Regions from separate parts of the Zea mays genome. Here region 1 is linked to region 2. The links are chromatin contacts, called in public Hi-C maps. All regions are on one chromosome and are shown on one strand. The core of a region is the stretch at or near the end of the contact, and the rest is flanking DNA. Distances in the headings are between cores, read along the strand shown. Region 1 holds the start of LOC100282408 (serine/threonine-protein kinase Eg2-like). Region 2 holds the start of LOC100274322 (UDP-glycosyltransferase 74B1).

Region 1 (3,514 bases), core at 864-3,363, 720 kb after region 2:
TTCTACAATTCTTTTTTTCTTTACTACAATTTAGCGATCAATGTTTACTTGTTTTAATTAATTTTTAGTCACTAACATCTACAGGTATGTTCAGACTATAAGATTTGATAGTGACCCTTGCTCTATAGCGACCCACCGTTAGTCCCTGACGACATCTATAGCGACCAACCATAAGTTGTTAAATTTCTAGACTTTTAGCGACCAACCGACCGTTGCTACAAAAGGATTTAGCGACTGATAGTTGGTCCCTAACCTTTAGCAACCAACAGTTGGTACCTAATAAGGGTCGCTAAAGATCAACCGTCGTGTAGTGACCGTGGCGCTGCTATGAGGTTTTTTATTAGTGCCATACCGGCTACGGAGAGCGTCGAAACGTGGCTTATAAGCGTTAGTGTGTGTTGTCTGTTGCTCAGACTAAAAGCGTTAGTGTGTTGCTCAGATTTTTTTGGCGGCGCGCGCGCGGCTGTCCGTCGATGGCAGAACGGGTCGGTGGCAGAACCGGTCAACGGCAGAACAGTCAGAGTCAGACTACTATTGCTTACTTAATAAGTAGTAGAGATTTGGGTCATGGTTAACTGCACCATAATTTATCTAGTGATAGTCTATTAAATTAAAGATATGAGATAGAAAAATTAGACAAAATATGATAAGTTATGCAGTGAATCAAACATGCCCCAAGAGCTTCAGGTTTTTCAGCCAAAATATACTCTGTACCGCGCAAATCTTGCTATTCTGATCTCTCAACAAGGAACACTAGCATGCGTTATCTCATGCAGTACTAACAGTACTAACAAGAGTACATGACCAGCATGTATTTTGCCCTTTTTTATTTTAGTATTTTCTAAAAAATATCACGTTTGAAGCCTCGATTTTGAACCATTTACTCGACGTCATAGATAATAATATCGAGGTAACACATCTCGACGACATACCAAGGCAAGACGTGAAATGATATGCCATGATTTTTGTCATCTGTCACACCCTTCTATGACATATTATTCGGCGTCAAGACACGTTACTTCGGCACCGTGGTTTATTGTGCCAAGAAAAGAATCTAAAAACGACATCGAGGGCTAAGCATGATTTTTTTGAGAAAACGGCTAAAATAAAAAAAAAAACCGGGCGTTTTGCTGCACCGCGACAGGCGGTTCTGGATAGAGATTGTACTGCACGGGTGGCCAGAGCTTGCGCGGTTGCCTTGCCACAGCCCCAATGTCCAATGATCTGATCCGTTTCGGTCAGCCGACGTCAGTCTCTTCCTTGTGTTGTGTTGTCCTGTCCCGTGCAGTCGCCTACTCGCCTCTATCAAATACAGACCTGTGGTACGGTTCGTCCCTTTCCCTTCCTCGGAACTACAATACGTCTGCGGAAGCTCCGAAGCAGGCAGCGACAGCCAAGATTCAAACTTGGCCGGGGCAATATCTCACCATGCAGTCGTCTCTTAGATTTGCTCCGATAAATTTGATAATGTATAGTACTTTTAAGGCATGTTTGTGCTAAATGGATTGGGGGATTGAGTGAGTAACATTTTTTTCTTTCAATTTTGAATAATAAGAGATTTTTCAATCTCTTTGTTCCCAAACAAGTTACTAGTGTTGCGATGTTATGTATCGGTAGAGTTGATACATAATAAATTCTATATCAACCTATTCTAAGGTTATCTTTAGTAGATCACGTATATGGCCATGTAAAACATAATTTTGCATTATAGATAGTGTTTTTTGCAGAGTATAATTTAAACAGGAGGTGAGTTTGAGGATGTGATAGGAGAGCTGTTTTAGATAGCATTTTCTGGTTTGCCCGACTAAATTTTAGTATTTTAATTGCAAAAATTAATTAGAGAACTGTACGATAAGACGAACATATTAATCTAGTATATGATTTGCTCAATTGATGTTACATGTTACATTAAATATTTGCTCACTATAGATTAATTAAGTTTAATAATATGTAAGACCTTTTAGTAACTAGTTTTAGTTCTATAATTTGACTATATTTAGTTTTCAAAATAAACATTCAAATAACTAAATATTCTCTCGTGGTTTAGTTCTATAATTCCAACCAAACAAACAGGTCTAATAGTCATATATGCATGTAGACAAGACCTGGAGTGGACTTTCTTCTTTTTTTTTTCAAGCTAAACCACGAGCGGGCGCGGGGCGACTGGGCGAGGCGAGCTGCCAAGGATTCGACCGTTGCGTTCTCCGCCCAAATCTTAGAAATCCCAATCCCAGATCGTCCTCCAATTTCAAACTTCTCGACTCGCCCCTCCCCGTCCGGCCGTCCCACCCACGCTTCCTCCCCCTCCGCGCCGCTCCTACAGGCTCTAACCATGGCGGTCGCCACCGAGTCGCGCGGCAGCGAGGACAGGGTATACTACTGTTCCCTATCCCCTCTCTCCCCTAGTCGGATCCGCCCTCGGATGGTGTTGGGGGGCCTCCGTGCGTAGCCATGGATTTGCCGGGTTAATAGAGCGATTGGTGTGCTTGATTGTAGTTGTTCCTTGGTCAAATTGGTCGAATCTGGGGGTGTGGGGGGTGTTCTCCGTCTCTGCCCCCACCCGTATCCCCCGTGTGTGGCTGCTGTAGCTCGTCTACTCGTGGACGCGATAGGGTCAAACATACGTTTCTTATTTTCTTGCGTGACATTAATATATCGTTGCTTTGTCTGGGACTCCTGTACTTCACTAGAGCTTCACCATGGAGTTTGTAGTGTTTGGTTTACAAGGTAACTTCCGCGTTCGAGCCCCACCGTGACGATGAGGTTTGGGATGAACTTGGGCGGGGAAACGAGCAAAAGAAAACAGAATAGAACAAACGAACCGGTACGTTGTGTAGTCATGTAATTAGTGGCATGGTGGCTAATTTGGTACCAATACAAAGGACGGCGGAAACATGAATTCGTGAACCCCTCTTTTGCTGCTCCACCAAATTGGAGTTGAGGTAAACTCCATGTTTTTTTCCAGGAGCGGAACGGGGTGGAGTTGGGAGTGTTTGACCACTAATTTATGCAGCCGATCAGTCCCAAACAACTCCTTAGTAAACGAGGCTTCATGACTGGTTAAGCTTCTAATGATGGTTTCTCAGGGTACTGCGTTAATGCTTGTGAGTTTGGTACCTTGGCTGCAGTCCATTTTCTCAATATCGTTTTGTGGAGTGATGATTAGGGTAAGACCTCTATGCGTGAAAAACCATGTGCGTCCCATTTTGGGTGGTTATACATTGTGTCTGGAGTGTAGTATGGGATTTATGAGATCATTTCCTTGGGATTTTAACTCTTCATTTTGTTCCTGGTCTGGTTGTCCCTGAACTCCGCTGCATTTGAATTATTTTCTTGTGTTCATGGTTGATTAAGCTTCTAATGGTAGAGGGTACTGTGGTAGTGCTTGCGAGCTTGGCTGCAGTGTAATGGAAATATAACAATGCATTTTGTTTTCACTTTGCAGGCTTCAGCCCATGCGAACCAGGAGAAGCGGTGGGTGCTGTCTGATTTCGAGGTTGGGAAACCTCTTGGG
Region 2 (3,436 bases), core at 452-2,951:
TCTTAAGAAAATGGTTGAATAAACTTCTCAATGAAGAAAGAATGTGGCAATCCTTTCTGAGAAGAAAATATCTGGTCAATCAAACCTTATCCCAGGCACAACAAAGGGCCACATGTTCACACTTTTGGAGTGGCCTTATGAAAATTAAGGATTTATTCATCAGTAAAGGTACCTTTCAAGCACATGATAGGTCCCAAGTGCGTTTCCAGGAGGATGATTGGTTTGGGTTGGAAGCATTAAAATATTGATTTTCGCTTCTATATAACTTAGCAAGGAGGAAGAACGTAACAGTGTCCTTAAACATATCCTTTCGTAGGGGTTTGGTACACCAGTTGAGAGTCCAGTTGTTTCAACTAGTGACACTGGTGGCACATACTAATTTGGATATTAATAGGGACCCGTTTAGATGGAACTTGACTACTAATGGGTTGTTTACTGTTTAGGAACTCTCAGCAGTGGGGTGGAAGTGGATAACAAGGAACTTTGGAAACTTAAGATACCTTTGAAAATAAAAGTTTTATGTGGTACATCAAAAGAGGTGTAACTTTTACAAAGGATAACTTGGCTATCAGGAATTGGAATGATAATAAGACCTATTGCTTTTGTAGCAGACTGGAGACAATAAAACATCTGTTTTTCAGGTGCTCATATGCGTCTTTCATATGGCGTTTGTTACAGATAAATACGGGGTCGAGACCTCCTCGGGATGCTAATGAATTGTTTGGGGTCTGGGCGAGGGGGCTGCTGGTAAGATCATGCCACTAACTATTAATTGTTGCATTTGCACTTCGTTGGGCTACTTGGTGAAGCAGGAATGATGTGGTTTTCAATAAATGGTCTCCTAAATCTTGTTTGCAGGTAATCTTTAGGACAACTTATTGGTGCCTGCTTCTAGACCTAGCTTTAGCCTAAAAGGGAGGACCAAAAGTTAATAAAAGTCTTCATGTCGTAATGTGGAGATGGTGCTACTACATTTCCACAATTTTCGGATGGAGATCTTTGTTGCGTTTAACTTTGTAGTAGCTTTGATTTAGTATTGGGTGTTTTTGATGAGATCGTGTGATGGGTCAAGACAATATGCTGCCTTCGGTTGTAATAATTGGTCATAACCTCGTTTGAGACCAAGTTCGAACTATGTTTTCGTTATCTAAAAAAAATTAGCATAGACAGATGCAATCTATAATGGCACAACATCACAGATATAAAAAAGATAACATATTTGAGGAGTGACCACAATCAAATCATGACTGCACAAGGCATAGACAGATTCCATTTATTTGGTAACGAGATTAGTAGCATAGAGATTGCAGTTCAAACAATTTAAGTTTTAGAAAAATTTTGCGTCGCTATGTCAGGTGGTCTTTGTGGCAAATCCGAAAGAAAAAGCGGAAGATGACAGGAACCACGCTAGCAATTCCGGAGGTACAAGACAACTAAAAGTCGAAGATGACAGGAACCACGCTAGCAATTCCGAAAAGAAAAGCGTATTTTTGTTGGCTTGGAGCCAGGAAAGAAAGAAAGAAAAGGCTGGACAGACAACTCCATCAACAACCAAAAAAAACGTGCTACGACACCAGTCAATGGTCAACTCCGACTTCGACTTTCCAAGTTCCAACGAACGAGAAAACTTGCGCGCCACGCCGCTGTGCCTCCACCCACAGCAAAGGAACGCCTTATTTATTTACTCCAGGGCCCAGGCTCTGATCACTACGAAGTGCGAACTCAAAGCTGAAGACAACAAACCATGGGGAGCACAAGCACGAGCGCCACCTCGTCTTCCTCCTCCTCTGCTGCCAGCGGCCCCGGGGGCGGCGGCGGCGCACACGTGCTGCTCCTGCCGTACCCTGGCGCGCAGGGCCACACGAACCCGCTGCTCCAGTTTGGCCGCCGCCTCGCCTACCACGGCTTCCGCCCCACGCTCGTCACCTCCCGGTACGTACTCTCCACCACGCCGCCCCCAGGGGAGCCCTTCAGGGTGGCAGCCATTTCCGACGGCTTCGACGGCGGCGGCGCGGCCGCGTGCCCCGACATCGCTGAGTACTATCGCCAGCTCGAGGCCGTGGGTTCGGAGACGCTGGCGGAGCTGATCCGGACGGAGGCCGCCGAGGGCCGGCCCGTGCGCGTGGTGGTTTACGACCCGCACCTGCCGTGGGCGCGCTGGGTGGCGCAGGCGGCCGGGGTGCCGGCGGTGGCGTTCCTGTCGCAGCCGTGCTCCGTTGACGTCATCTACGGGGAGGTGTGGGCGGGGCGGCTGCCGCTGCCCGTGGTGGACGGGAAGGAGCTGTTCGCGCGCGGGCTGCTGGGTGTCGACCTCGGGCCCGACGACGTGCCGCCGTTCGCGGCCAGGCCAGACTGGTGCCCCGTGTTCCTTCGGGCGACGGTGCGGCAGTTCGAGGGGCTGGAGGACGCCGACGACGTGCTCGTCAACTCATTCCGCGACATCGAACCCACGGTGAGAGAGGTTACCGTACCGCGCGTCACCACGGCCGGCACGGCACCTGTTTGCTGTTTTGCTCAAGTGAATTTTCGCTGCTGAAGCAAGCAAGTCCATGATTGCTCTGTTGTTTCCTTTGATTCCACTTCGCCATCACAAGATTGATTTTCTTTTTTTGACACATTTTTGCGTTGCTAATTAACTGAGCAGGAGGCAGATTATATGTCCCTAACATGGCGCGCGAAGACAATAGGCCCAACGTTGCCATCATTTTACCTTGATGATGACCGCTTTCCGTTGAACAAGGCCTACGGATTCAACCTCTTCAGCAGCAGCGACTCATGTCTGCCTTGGCTTGACAAGCAGCGTCCGCGTTCTGTAGTTCTCGTATCCTATGGAACTGTTTCAGATTACGACGAAAATCAGCTAGAAGAGCTTGGCAACGGGCTGTACAGTTCTGGCAAACCATTCATTTGGGTTGTGAGGTCGAATGAAGAACACAAGCTGTCGGATGAGCTTCGCGACAAGTGCAAGGAGCGCGGCCTTGTTGTCTCTTGGTGCCCACAGCTCGAAGTTCTTGCACATAAAGCTACAGGTAATATATGGGAAATGGTTATTCTCTTACTCTTACGGGCTTGTTTGGATGCTATAGTATTCATCTCAGCACATATTGGTTGAGGGGGTTTCGGGTGTAAATTAAACTAATTTACACCTTAATCTACCTTAACTTATATACATTGTACTAAATACTAGAGTATCCAAATATAGCTTATATATATATATATATATATATATGAGGAAAAATGAGACAAACTGGCAAGGAATGTGAAATTTAGTTGCGTATTTCAAACATGCAGGCTGTTTCTTCACGCACTGTGGATGGAACTCGACACTAGAAGCGATTGTTAATGGCGTGCCAATGGTGGCAGTACCACACTGGGCTGACCAGCCGACCATATCGAAATACATGGAGAGCGTGTGGGGCTTGGGTGTCAAGGTGCG

What was found. A called contact is a pair of places that touch in the nucleus more often than the background predicts.
Region 1: a Hi-C map of tassel shows a contact between it and region 2, with 4 times the contacts expected there. The contact joins the promoter of LOC100282408 here to the promoter of LOC100274322 in region 2. A contact is called at or near these places in 2 of 25 Hi-C or Micro-C datasets (ear and tassel).

What each region holds. Positions count from the first base shown.
Region 1 is chr8:21,298,778-21,302,291 of Zm-B73-REFERENCE-NAM-5.0, forward strand. LOC100282408 (serine/threonine-protein kinase Eg2-like) reads left to right here and starts at 2,114. Exons shown (of 9, transcript NM_001155319.2): 1 at 2,114-2,371; 2 at 3,446-3,514. The coding sequence starts at 2,333.
Region 2 is chr8:20,577,502-20,580,937 of Zm-B73-REFERENCE-NAM-5.0, forward strand. It overlaps LOC100274322 (UDP-glycosyltransferase 74B1), which reads left to right and starts at 1,702. Exons shown (of 3, transcript NM_001360567.1): 1 at 1,702-2,452; 2 at 2,645-3,029; 3 at 3,292-3,436. The coding sequence starts at 1,745.